Regions from separate parts of the Rattus norvegicus genome. Here region 2 is linked to region 1. Evidence: chromatin contacts called from public Hi-C data. All regions are on one chromosome and are shown on one strand. The core of a region is the stretch at or near the end of the contact, and the rest is flanking DNA. Distances in the headings are between cores, read along the strand shown. Region 1 overlaps Trrap (transformation/transcription domain-associated protein). Region 2 overlaps Trrap (transformation/transcription domain-associated protein).

The links. Hi-C and Micro-C count contacts between places; a contact is called where the count stands out from the background.
Region 2: a contact with region 1 is called in a Hi-C map of prefrontal cortex, with 2.7 times the contacts expected there. The contact joins two enhancer-like sites. A contact is called at or near these places in 3 of 12 Hi-C or Micro-C datasets (frontal cortex, hepatocytes and prefrontal cortex).

What each region holds. Positions count from the first base shown.
Region 1 is chr12:14,880,399-14,883,093 of GRCr8, forward strand. Trrap (transformation/transcription domain-associated protein) reads right to left here. Exons shown (of 71, transcript NM_001105907.4): 50 at 1,724-1,903. All of the region lies in intron 1 of LOC134481264 (a long non-coding RNA gene), which reads left to right. Among named protein-coding and RNA genes, the nearest start is that of Trrap, 60 kb to the right of the region's middle. Within about 2 kb of position 1,368, at least 25 of the 93 cell types and tissues checked have an H3K27ac peak or open chromatin away from gene starts, as enhancers often do. A contact at or near this core is called in prefrontal cortex, where this site is marked.
Region 2 is chr12:14,921,572-14,924,266 of GRCr8, forward strand. It overlaps Trrap (transformation/transcription domain-associated protein), which reads right to left. Exons shown (of 71, transcript NM_001105907.4): 12 at 1,108-1,246; 13 at 148-226. Among named protein-coding and RNA genes, the nearest start is that of Trrap, 18 kb to the right of the region's middle. Within about 2 kb of position 1,315, at least 10 of the 93 cell types and tissues checked have an H3K27ac peak or open chromatin away from gene starts, as enhancers often do. A contact at or near this core is called in prefrontal cortex, where this site is marked.

The DNA of each region.
Region 1 (2,695 bases), core at 118-2,617:
TTTTAGATGAAGGATATTGCTGTATTAAAATACCTTTCTATTAAAAAACATAACCGAGAGCCAGCTCACCCAATCCATAATTCTTGTTATGTGCGACTCAGCCTTATTAGCACATCCCTTTAATCCCCCTGGCTGGAACAGACATGGCCTCAGTAGAGACCTTTAATCCCAAACAATGAAGGTAGAGTTACAGTCTGTAGAAGGAAGCCCCGTGTTTGACAAGTGTTATCTACTTGAGTGGCAAAGTGACAAATCAGAGAAAGACCTGACAGACTAGGATACGCCCAACTCTCACAAGAGCAGAGAGGGAAGCTACTTTAGACAGAGGGTGCAGAGGGGCGCGGAGGGAGGCAGTTTAACTGAGGCTGAGGCAGTTACAGAGAGACAGGTTGCAGAGAGAACAAAGCTAGACACAGGTGAAGACAGAATGAACCAGAAAACGAGAAGTAGCCAGAGGATTAGAACAGATTGCCAGAGTTAGTATGAGGCCAAGCAGAGCAGTTCAGAAGCTGACAGAAGCCAGATTGAGTCAGTTAGCTTGGAGAGGAGTTTGATCCAGAACAGCTGAGTTGAATCAGCCAGCCAGAGTTCAGAAAGAGCAAGAAAGTAGGGTTATTCAGCAGTAAGTCTCTAGGCTAGATCTGACTGTAAGGAGGACAGAAGTGAGCAACTGGCTTCGGATGAACAAGCATTACTTTTTCCAGAGCTTCCTTCTCCCCCTTAAGTTTAGCTAGAATGTGTAATGTGTTTCATCTTGGCACTTTAGTCTGTACACCATGGTACTCAGGCTCACATCTGCCATCCTGACCCTCCCTGTACCCACTGCATCTCCTTCTAAACAATGGTGGAAGGATGACCACTGTTCTCTGTGTTTGGATGATCAGAGTGAACTTCGGTGGAGTCACAAGTGTGTCACTTGTTCTGAGAAGCTCCAGTACGTCAATGCTGCCGAGTCACTGTACGGGACACGCCGGGTCAGTGTTTTCTAGTCTCAAGTTTCTAGAAAGTCATAGTCAACAATGAAGCAGGAAACTATCCCTGAAAGCCAACAGTAGTCCTGGAGGAGTCACCAAGCATGGCTACCGATGTCACTCAGATTATTATAGCAAGACATGACAGATGGACGTGATTAACAACTTCTTCCTTAACTGAACTGTCCAGGGGCTTCACATATGCTAGGCAAGTGCTCAACCAACTAAGCTATAACACCAGCCCCCAGCTCCCCCTTTTACAGGAAGGAAGTGTTCTCCCTGTTGCTAGGTGACTTTTTTCTACGCCCACACCCACAAAGCCAGTAGCGTAAGGAGCACCAGCAAACGCTCCCACGAGGAGAGTGGAGCGTGGGAGAGCTGACGACTAAGGAGGGCAGCAGCTTCTTTCCAGAGGCACTTTCGGCTCCACATTACCATCCAGCAATGTGACCATACACAAGGCTCCCAGAAGGCTGTGGAGGGCTCAGCCCTGGGTTCCTGTGTGACGGTTATCACTTCTGCTCGAAGTACAGCATCACAGCAGAGGGAAAAACCTCAAAACAGATGCCGGCTTTAAGCAGAATTGGCTCAGAACAATGCCAAATGGGCATGCCAAAGAAGATGCTTTTTGGTTTTAACAGCAAGAAAGCCAAACTAAGGGGCCACACTTAGCCTGGGGCAGAGACAGGTCCTGCACTACTCTTGCCAACTCAAAACTAACGGCAACTTCGTCTGCGCAGCCAGAGCCTCACCTCTTCTTTAGACTCACTGTTCTCTCGTTCCCGAGGCTCCTGCTTGACATGAGTGACCATGGCAAAGGCAGCCCGGTCATGGCTGTCGGCCAGGTTGATGACATTGGTAATGGAGGGAAGCATGGCTCCCTGGCAGCTGGTTCCAATGGCTGTGCTCTTCTCGCACACCGCCAGGAGGAGCTAGAGAGGATCATGGGGAAAAGAACAGTTTAACAGCAACACCTGGTACGGGGAGGGTGTGAACACCCAGGAGCACCTGAGTATCAGAGGAGCAGCTCACACACAGACAACCCAGGTCCACATCTCAGGTCACAGTGCCCCCAACTCCTACCCCGGGTTAGCTGCAGGCCTGAACTTGCTTTCCGATTGCTCTTGGCCCAAGCTCTTCCAGGTTGCCATCATGCTTCTCTCCGCCCTAGATGCACTGTCCAGGAGAGACCTATGCTTCCCCTCCCTTGACTCTCCTTTCCTCTCATCACCTGCAGCACAGCCCCAAACCCAGCCCAGGGAGCCTCCTGGGTTATCTGTAGACCTACTCTAAAATCATCTTTCTGTTCATAGCTAGCGCCGTGACTCCTCTCACTCCCTGAACCCCTCAAAGACTTCTCAGTCCACATAAAACCTTCTGATGTGACATCAGCCCTTGACTGTGAAATCCCTTGTGTTCTCAACCCTCCTAAGACACTTCTGTCTGTAGCAGCCCCTGTGCAATGTCTATAGGGCCCTTGCTTATGTTGCTCCCACACACTAAGGGAAATCAATCTTTCCCAAAGGAACCATGACAGCCTTAGCTGTCACCGAGGTCCAGGAGAGAATGCCGCAGTTGTGTCCAAGGCGAGACCTAGTTTCATTCATTCCAGGTAAGCAGATCTGACTCTCCTAAGCACTAGGACCCTGACAAACCAGGACTGTCCTTTGTCTGAGCACACAAGTAACAGTGGCCCTTGAGTTGTGTCTGTCCTACCATCCTCT
Region 2 (2,695 bases), core at 65-2,564, 41 kb after region 1:
CTAAGGACTTTCAAACTTACTGGCCATTCTAAATCCAGGAAGTGAGGAGAGCCCAGCAGACCTGCACTTAATTAGAGTCCTAGTACAGGTGATCCAGTCCCTAGCAATCGCACCAAGCAGGCCTGTGTCCGTCTAGCAAGGCTGTACCTGAGCGTCTCCCGAGCCGTGTACCCAGAGCCTATCAGGATAGATTCATCAAACAGCTTGTCCATGCAGGGGATGAACTCTAGGAAACAGAAGAACATTAAAGACCTCACAAGCCTTCCCCAGTGCTCAGGGCAGAGAAAAGACAGCAAAGACCCTGTGAGGTGAGATGCTGCTTCTACTGGGCCACACAAGCCGCCTGCCCACGAAGACAGTCCGGGTAATGTTCAGTGTTAGAGAACTGACCAAGACTGACTAGAGAGATGGCACAATCGTACCAAAGGCAGAAGAGAACTGACCTCTTGGATATGGATGACAAGCCCACGGGACAGTTAGATTCTGGAACAAACCTGACATACAGCCAGCTTAGTTCTAAAGTCAAGTACATCTCAGGCCTCTGGCCTCCTGCGGGCACCTGAACTCGTGTGCAAACCCTCACCCCAGCACACGCACAGACAATTAATAAAAATATGTCTTCAAAGAGGGCTGGCGGGGTATGATGGCCCACACCTTTAGTATCTTAGCACTCAGAAGGCAGATCTCAGAGTTTGAGCCAGCCTGGTCTACAGATGGCTCCAGAACAACCAGGGCTACACAGAGAAAACCTGTCTTGAAAACATAAGTGGGCTAGAGAGTTGGCTCAGTAAAGACTTAGTTCGATTCCCAACACCCACATGACAGCTCTGAAGTGTCTCAAACTCCAGTCTCGGGGATCTGACACCCTCTTCTGGTCTCTGCAGACAAAAGGCACATGTGTGGTGCACAGTTGTACAAAGACACAAGTAAAACACACACATCCATACACGAGCGAGCAAACAAATGAAAATTAAAAATTGAAGACCCAAGGCTGCAATAATGAAGGACCAGACATGCTAAGACCCTGTAGAAATTCTAGGAAGTCAGCAAGCCTTGCTCCAAAGATGGCCCAGGCTACACAGGCCTTGGGAGAAAAGGCGGCCTTACGGTTTCTTAGCTCCGTGGTGAGGATGTGCTTGGCAGCGATGAGAAGCTCCTTCCGGAGGTGTGCGGTCTCCGCTGGACAGTTGGAAAGCAGCTGTAGCATGCCTTTCACCATCTGCTGAGAATACTTTGTCACCAGCTCCTGTCACAGCAAGGAAGACCACAGTCACACTGTGTCTGAGAGGCTGCAGAGACACCCAAGCTCTTTATGCAGCACCGAGCCTAAGTGAGCACCGCCAGAAAGGTTTTAGTGTGTACGTGCGTGTGCAGTCATGCAGCAGTCATTCTGAAAGGGAAGTGTGCCCACAGGGACAGATGGCCTCCCACGTAGACTAAGTGTGGGCACGACACTCTTATTGTTCTATTGCTTTACAAATTTCAACACTGAATTTGCATTACCTCCTTGGAAGAAAGAAAATAAATGCTTAAAGCGCCTGTTTAAAAAAAATATTCAGGGGTTGGGGATTTAGCTCAGTGGTAGAGCGCTTGCCTAGCAAACGCAAGGCCCTGGGTTCGGTCCCCAGCTCCGAAAGAAAAAAAAAAAAAAGAAAGAAAGTAAAAAAAATATTCAGTGCTAGAAAGACAGCTTGGTTGGGGCTGGAGAGATGGCTCAGTGGTTAAGAATACCGACTGCCCTTCCAGAGGTCCTGAGTTCAATTCCCAGCACCCACATGGTGGCTCACAACCATCTGTAATGAGAGCTCATGCCTTCTTCTGGTATATCTGAGACAGTGACAGGGCTCACATACCTTTAAAGAGACAGCTTGGTGGTTAAGGGTACTTGTTGCTCTTCCAGAGGGGACCCCCACCCTGTCCTTCACCTTCCAGTGCCCATGACAGGTGGTTCACAACCACCTGTAACTCCAGATCCATAAGATCCAATGCCCTTTTCTGGCTTCCATAGGCAAGTGTTCGTTCACATGCACAAGTGCGCAGGTATACACACACACACACACACACACACACACACACACACACACACACACACCTCTACACACCTTTTTAAAATAAGTAAATGCCAGGCATAATAGCTTACACCTTTAAATCCATCACTCAGGAGGCAGAGGCAGGAAGCATCCTGGTCTACCTAGCAAGTTCCAGGCCAGCCATGGCTACACAGTAACAGCTTGTCTCAAAAACAAACAAACAAACAAACAAACAAACAAACCCATCCATCCATCCATCCATCCATCCACCCTCCCTCCCTCCCTCCCTCCCTCCCTCCCTCCCTCCCTCCCTCCCTCTACTTAGTCGCCCCACTAACGTGAGCTGAGCATGGTGACTTCTGAGCAGCTCTAAACAACCTCTTCCTGACTCAAACACCAAGGCCCAAAAACTCCACTCATGATGGCAAATGCCCACGAGCCAGCACTCTGGAAGCTCATGGGCCAAAGGTCAGCCTGGACCACACAGTGAGACTTCATCTCATAAAGAGAGTCTGCAGAAGACTAACCGATCAATGAGCTCTGGGTTTGACTTAAGAGACCTGCCTCAGAAAGAGAAGGCAAAGAGCAAAGGAGGAAGATTCCCTGCACACATGAGCCTTCACTTCTTCTTTTTTTTTTTTTTTTTTTTCTATTTTTCGGAGCTG